Regions from separate parts of the Mus musculus genome. Here region 2 is linked to region 1. A link is a contact called in public HiChIP or PLAC-seq data. All regions are on one chromosome and are shown on one strand. The core of a region is the stretch at or near the end of the contact, and the rest is flanking DNA. Distances in the headings are between cores, read along the strand shown. Region 1 holds the start of Fbxo34 (F-box protein 34). Region 2 overlaps Mapk1ip1l (mitogen-activated protein kinase 1 interacting protein 1-like).

The links. HiChIP or PLAC-seq counts read pairs in DNA pulled down with a chosen protein or histone mark.
Region 2: an H3K27ac HiChIP or PLAC-seq map of extraembryonic endoderm stem cells shows a contact between it and region 1. The contact joins the enhancer-like site here to the promoter of Fbxo34 in region 1. A contact is called at or near these places in 2 of 39 promoter capture datasets (hippocampal neurons and pre-B cells), 1 of 484 Hi-C or Micro-C datasets (uterus), 4 of 115 datasets of contacts at active chromatin or transcription factors (embryonic stem cells, extraembryonic endoderm stem cells, intestinal villus epithelium and 1 more) and 4 of 9 other capture datasets (adipose tissue, embryonic stem cells, liver and 1 more).

The regions. Positions count from the first base shown.
Region 1 is chr14:47,470,853-47,474,439 of GRCm38.p6, forward strand. It overlaps Fbxo34 (F-box protein 34), which reads left to right and starts at 1,709. Exons shown (of 3, transcript NM_001146086.1): 1 at 1,709-1,865.
Region 2 is chr14:47,316,798-47,320,384 of GRCm38.p6, forward strand. It overlaps Mapk1ip1l (mitogen-activated protein kinase 1 interacting protein 1-like), which reads left to right. Exons shown (of 4, transcript NM_178684.6): 4 at 2,615-3,587. The coding sequence ends at 2,626. Among named protein-coding and RNA genes, the nearest start is that of Mapk1ip1l, 20 kb to the left of the region's middle. Within about 2 kb of position 1,669, at least 2 of the 459 cell types and tissues checked have an H3K27ac peak or open chromatin away from gene starts, as enhancers often do. A contact at or near this core is called in extraembryonic endoderm stem cells, where this site is marked.

The sequences.
Region 1 (3,587 bases), core at 459-2,958:
GGCTTTGAACTGCCACAACCTCTTGTCTCAGCCTTCCAAATTCAGGGATTACAAATGTGTACTACCATGCTTGGCTTAGTTTTATATTTTAAAATTGCAAATTTGTGTGTGTGTGTGTGTATGGAGGGTTTTTCACATACTCCAGCCCACGCATGTGTGTGTGTGTGTGTGTGTGTGTGTGTATGTATGTGTGTGTGTGTGTGTATGTATGTGTGTATGTGTGTGTGTATTTGTGTGTGTGTGTGTATGTGTATGTGTGTGTGGTGTGTGTGTGTGTGTGTGTGTGTGTGTCTGTATGGGTGGTATTCACATACTCCGGCCCACATGTAGAGGACATCTTTTCATCCTACCAGGTGGGTCGTAGGGATTGAACTCAGGGTGTCAGGTTTAGTGTCAGTACCTTCATCTGCTGCAGCATCTCACTGGTCCTATTTCTACATTTTGATTCTTTAAGACTTCACACACACGTTTCACAAGAGGTTTTTTATTTTCTGATGTGAGGCTGTTTAAAAAATTTTGTGTGTATAGCTATTTTGCCTGCACATGTGTGCACCAGATGTGTGTCTTGGATCCCCTGGGACTGAAGTAACAGATAATTGTGAGCCACCACGAGAGTGCTGAGAATTGAACCTGGGTACTTTAGAAGAGCAGCTAGTGCTCTTAAGTGCTGAGTCTTCTTGTTGTTGTTGTTTTTTTTTTTTTTTCTTTCACTGATAAGTTTACAAGGCTCTTGTAGATTAGCAGTTTAACTTTAAAGTTTATGTACTTTCTGGTAGGTACTTCTGCCATAATTTTATGGAAAATATATTCTTTTGTAAAAATTTTTTTTATGTGTATAGTGTTTTGTCTCCGTGCATGCAGTGTTTGTGGAGGCCAGAAAAAGACGTCTGATTCCATGAGGCTGCAGTTACAGACAAGTTTCGAACCACCTTGTGGTGTGCTGGGAATTGAATTCCCCTGGAAGAGCAGCCAGTGTTCTTAACAGAGAGGACCCGCGCCCTGCTCCCGCTGATCCCAAATTTGCTTTGCCATTGAGGGTGACCATGAACCTGTGGCGCACCTGACATCACCTCCCAAACTCTGGGATTACAGATATGAAGCAACATGCCCAGTGTGTAGGACATCAGGATCAAACCCAGGGCCATGGGCTTGCTAAATAGCTCATTTTAAAAATTTGAAATAGATGAGCCGGGTGTGGTGGCACACGCCTTTAATCCCAGCGCTCGGGAGGCAGAGGCAGGCGGATTTCTGAGTTCGAGACCAGCTTGGTCTACAAAGTGAGTTCCAGGACAGCCAGGGCTATACAGAGAAACTCTGTCTCCTAAATAAATAAATAAATAAATAAATAAATAAAATAAAATAAATAAAAATAAAAATTGAAATAGAACCATACGCTAGTGGTAGAACCAAGATTAGAACCCAGACATGTTGGATATCTAACAGGGTCAAACGTATTAAGGCTTCTGGAGCACCTGGGAGTGTTAATGAACTTGTCACTCTAACTGTGCTCTAGGGTTAGGGTCCTTGTTGTGCAGTGACACTCAAACTCCCCAATCTCCCGCCACACCAGGCTTGTAGGCGCTTGTCCTGGCAGCTCCCATCTCTCCCCACAGCGCTCGCGGCCGCCCGCAGGGGGCGCTGGCGCACGCAGGCTTTGCGGCCCCGCCCCCGGGCAACCGTCGATTGGGCCGGCGCGTGATGTCACGCCGGTTTAGCCAACAAATGGGTTTCGGGGCGAGCGTTGGGCTCCGCCGCTCAGCGCTGAGCTCCTGGTCCGCCTCAGTGTCGGGGAGCGAGTCAGGCCTGCCGCCGCCGCATCGGGCTGCCGCAGCCCCGGGCCAGGCCCTGGCCCGGCAGAAGCACAGGTGGGCCGGGCGAGGGCGCGGGGCTGCGGGGCGCGGGGCAGGTGGACACCGTGGCGGCTCCCGCTGCTCCCCGCGGCAGGGCCGAACGTTGGGGGCGGGGACCGCGGCTCGCCGTGCTCGGGGTGCCGCCGCCGCAGCGTCCTCCAGAGAGCCGTCCTCGCGGCCTGGCCCCGAGGTCGTGCGCCCGGCTGCTCCCTGGGCCCGGAGTCCGGCGACCCAAGCTAGGCCGCCGCGGGTGGGCTGCGTGCGGGGCGCGGGGCTCCGGGTGTCCCCGTGCAGGTGAGCGGCGCGTCTCCTCCACCCTCCCCGGGGGGCCCTGGCGTGCGAGCCTGCGGTGGTGAGGTCACAGTGCCGAGGCTCGGCGTGCGGGTGATGTCAGGGCTCTACCGAGACAGACCGTGATGTCACTGCAGGCCCCGAGTGGCGACCTTGGCGCGCGGAAGGGCTGGGAGGACCCGCGGGGAGAAAAAGGAAGTTCGGTCCTAGCAGATTTGAACCAAAATCTTGGGATCTCGGCTTCGTACAGTTTGGATGTAATAATTGTCAGGTGCTTAAACTTCATTTCGGAGAGCATCGGTAGTAGTACAGTTTAAGGACATTCGGTTTAGATATGAGGGATCTTGGGGGTTGGGCGTGGAAGGGGTATTAGGGTGTTCACTGTGCCTTCAGGAAGCTAAACTCAGTTTGATGGTTTGATGTAGCAGTTGCTGGGAAAGGGTGCGCGGGGGCTGAACCAACTGGAGGGCTGATAATTTAGTTGGCTTTATCTTTTTTTTTTTTTTTTTTGCCAGTGATCTGCTTGTTAGCGAATGACCAAGGCAAGCAGATCTTGAATGAACTTTGTCTTGCAAAGAAGGGGAGCTTGAATCAATCCAACATTTTTCTTAAATAATAATCCCCCGATGATGTAATTTATCCTGGTGTTTCTTGCCCCCCCCTCCCCCGTTTTATCAGGGACATTTGTTTTTTTCTGTGATTATAGCTCAGCAATAAGCCTCTGCTTTGCAGCCCACCCCCACCCCAAGACTAGGCTGTAACGTAATATAACACATCTGAGGACTACCTTTGGGGTCAGGCGACTTACATTTTGTCAGTAGTGCTTCCGAATGTGAAATGATAAATTTTAGCAGGTGATTTTGTGAATGTTGATTTTTCTCAGGCTTTGAAAAGATAGTAGACCTGCATAGAAGCACTGGCGCACTGGCGGTCAAGCACACATCTCTTGACTGCCCGTAGTGACACGAGGGCCCAGAAGCAGTTACATAGGACACTTCATACTAAGAGGGATGGAGGGGAAGAGTGGAACACAGTAGGCTGGCCATGCTGTCAATGAGAAGAGAGATGGCTAGCGCATGCCGGGAGCAGCCAGGTGAACTTTGGATCAGGAGATTAGTGTAGGTCGGTGGTACCAGGTGCTGTTCATCAGGACAGTAATCCCTAAGGCACGTCAGAGCTTTACAGCTGCCCTGCCCGGCAAGGAACCTGGATGACTTAAAGGCTCTGAAGGTCCTCACATTCTAGTGTCTAAGTAACCCAGGTGTGATCTAAGTCACAGTGGCCACCTCTCTAGAGATCTTAAACTTTGTCTAGATCTGTGTGGCTCAGTCTCCTTCAGAGAGACTCGGTGTGTGGGGGGGGTGGAGGAGGAGGAGAGAGCAAAACCACGAACACTAGCACAGTCTGTGAAGACATTCAGTATTCACCTATATTTCAAAGTATGTT
Region 2 (3,587 bases), core at 419-2,918, 150 kb before region 1:
TGGCCCCCCTATTATTTACATAAGGTATTGAAAAAGCAAAACCTTTCCTCTGATTTCAATGAACAGGAGTGATTTAAAAAAAACAAAACAAAACAGTCTTGCCAATCAATTACAATTTACAGGCCAAGAAGAAGGTAATGTAGATGGCTGAGGAGTCCTGGTTACAGGGTTCCCATGGGATACATAGTAGAATTAACTCCCCTTCAGTCTGTTAACAACCTCCATTTCCCAGACTTCTTATTCACAAAAATAGGGGGGTTCCATGGAGATGTAGATGGTTCAATTTGCCCTTTTTGAAGTTGCTTCTCAACCACAGGTTGTGCGGCATCCAATTGCTGCTTTGTTCAGTCCAGAGGGGATACGTTTTTCCCATAGAATTTGTATAGACTACATCTATAGAGTATTAAATGTTAAATGAGCACCCCGTTGCTCCAAGACATCTCTTACAAAAATACTAACAGGTACTTGTAATAAGAAAGGTTTTAAAACAGCAGTTTGCCCATCTTCAGTAATCGAAGTAATCGAAGACATGATCTAAACACTTTGTTTAATAGAGATTAGAGGCTGAGAACCAATACCTTTTATTTCACAAGGTAGTTGTTGTACAGGCCAACTTAAAGGCCAGTCTTTTTCTGTAATTATAGTAATATCAGACCCTGTATCTATCAGACCAATAAAAGATTTACTATTAATAGAAATTTTTATTTGTGGCTGTTTCCCTTTATTCATAGTCCAAAAGACATTTGCCTGATTAGTACTTCCAAAACCCCAATATCATCATATTCTGATGATGAGTTGCATCAGAATATCCAATGAGTATATAAGGTAATAACAATAATTGAGCTATCCAATCTCCTTTCTTAAATTTGATAATCAACTAATGTAGCTATCATCATTTGAAGTCTTAATAGCATTAGTGTGTAGTAGGGGTTCTCTGGGTTTTCTGAAGAGGTGATTGTTAGTTGAGGGTAATATAATAAATACAGCAAGGATTGAACCCATATAATTGTTGACGTCAGGTCCTCCCCTGATTTACTAATTGAGCAAGAAGGGTACGGTGCGCGGTTAGCATTTTATGGCCTTTGGTATCAGTGAATCCATTCCAAAGGCTTATCCTCTGGTGCTATGTAACACCCAGAGTCAACAGTTCAGTGGGGAAAATAAGTTTAAAGGCAGTGAAGGCTCCACACTATGCACAAATGGTTTTGTAGTCTGGAATCAGATTTCTGCAGTTCTTCCTTTGCCTCTCCATAGGTGAGCGCTGTCCAATGCCATCTCTCCTTGTAGAATTTTACATAAATGGTTTTAGTGCATAGTTAGCTATTCCTAAAGAAGTGCATAGCTGATAACTATCTCCTAATGATCTTTGAAAGTTGTTTTTAAATTGTCTTGTCTAATAAGTTTCTTGTGGCTTAACAGTTCTATTAACTAGTGTTCCAAATATTGCATAGTATCTGTTCTGTGTACCTTTTCTGGTTCAATAAGATGCCCATTTGTATGTAGCATATCGTGAGTCCTGCCAACCGGGTTGGAGGTGCTAACGGTGTTTATGCATATAAGCCTAAGGGAAAGGCTGCCTCACCGGAACTAAAACCTCTCCTATGCAGTATTGACACATAGCAGGGGATTTTGTCAAGCCTTGAGATAATACAATCCATTGATAACGAGAGAATTCCAGGGAGGAAAAGAATTCTGTGTGCCCATTTTCCAGCTGTTCTGAGTGACTGGTGAAGACTCCGTAGCTTTGCAGCCAATTTTGCTCTGTGTCTGTAGGTTCGCACATTTCTACAAAATTTCAGAAAGTCAATAGCATTTCCCATCTGAGGTGTAATTAGTCCTTGGTGATCTTCATTGGATTATCAAAAGCCAGCTGTTGACTAAGAACTTGATCTTGCTCCTCTCTAACTCAGTTCTCAGGAGCATCTTTCTGGCTTCCTGTGAAAATCAGCATAGCACTCAGAGGGACCTTTTATTCATGTTACAGATAAGACAAGGGGTCAGATCCCGATGCTGTTTTTATCCAGGCAACTGTAGCTCGTCCTGAACGTGGAAGGGCTGCTGGAGGTATATCATGCGACTGATGCTTATTCTGGACACCAGGAATTCTTGCAGGCAATCTGATAGTTAGGACTGCAGTACTTGCGCTCCTCCTTTTTAAAGAAAATGATGTAAATGAGGTGGCTTAAAGTCTCACACAATCGCCAAATTTAATCGGAGCATCAGATAGTTTATACTCTGGCGTTTAAGAAGATTTATGTAAATGTACAATTATAAGCCTCACGTGGTGGAGCAAGCTGAAGGCAGCAAAAAACATTTTCCATAGAGGCATATAAAGAAATAACAATAGCCAGTTGTAATGAATAATCTGAAGTGAACTATCTGCTACATCTGGGAGGGGCACAAAAGCAGAATGTAAGAACAATTCCCTGTGTTTTGAAGAAACAGGTCACAAGACTCCTGTCTCGGTTTCTTGGAGTTTTCTTACAGGCACTCAGAAATCTCACATGATTCTAATTTTGAGCCCTGTTCTGACCGTTACTCTGCTGCTTCTGGTATTCACAGAGACCCACAATTATAGAAGTTGATTTTTTTTTCCCTTTTTTTTCTGTTGCAGTCTTACCATTAAGTTGACAGTGGATGAAGAGATGGCGCAATGCTTTTTGAAGTACATGTGTATGCACGAGAAAGCATATATAATGGCTGGTTTCGCTGTTGGTTGAGGGCATTTGTGAAAGAACTTTGCACCTCAGTTCCTGCTTCATGTGTTTGAATATGTAGAACATCACGTGGGTACAATCAGATAAATGTAGAAGCGAATCATTCAAGTGTGCTTAATGTGATTATGTGTATTGAATAACATTTGATAATATTTGTTTAAAGCATAGCTATGCCCTCAAAATCTAAATAACATGGATTATTGTTAGAATCTACATCTTAATTGACAACATCAAGTACTTTTTATAATCACACCACCACCACTACCACCGCACCCCACAGAACCAAGAACAATCACTTAATTGAAACATGACTCCTCAACATTTTGAGCTCCTCCTACCTACACAAACCTGGCCCTCTTACTATATTTATCTATTTAACTCTGTGTGTGTGTGTGTGTGTGTGTGTGTGTGTGTGTGTGTGTGTGTGTGTGTGTGTGTGTGTGTGTACGCGCGCGCTAAGTTTAATTCAACCATTATATCCAGTTCTCTCCTATCAAGATTGCTTCATGATCTAAGGACAGATTCTTGCTCTGACGGAGCTCTAGAGGAATGCTGGCACTACATGCACCTGGAGTTTTAAGTTTTCCTGTGGTAGTCAGACTGCCCATGCTGAGTCCAACGGGAGGAAACAAGGAAAATGAGCGAAATGCGTAAGGCAGCGCTGTTGAACTGTCACCCAGCCATCTGAGTAGCAAGGCCAGCACACCGATGTCACATGCTATGCCTTCTTAACAATCTAAGTTTGGAATTTACAAATCATTGTCTCCTTAAGAAAACAATTACAAAAGGTGGTTCATTTCTATCATTACATTATTTCTTTGTAAGTTAGACAGGTACTGGGCCTTTTATGAGAAGATGCTCAGAACCCCA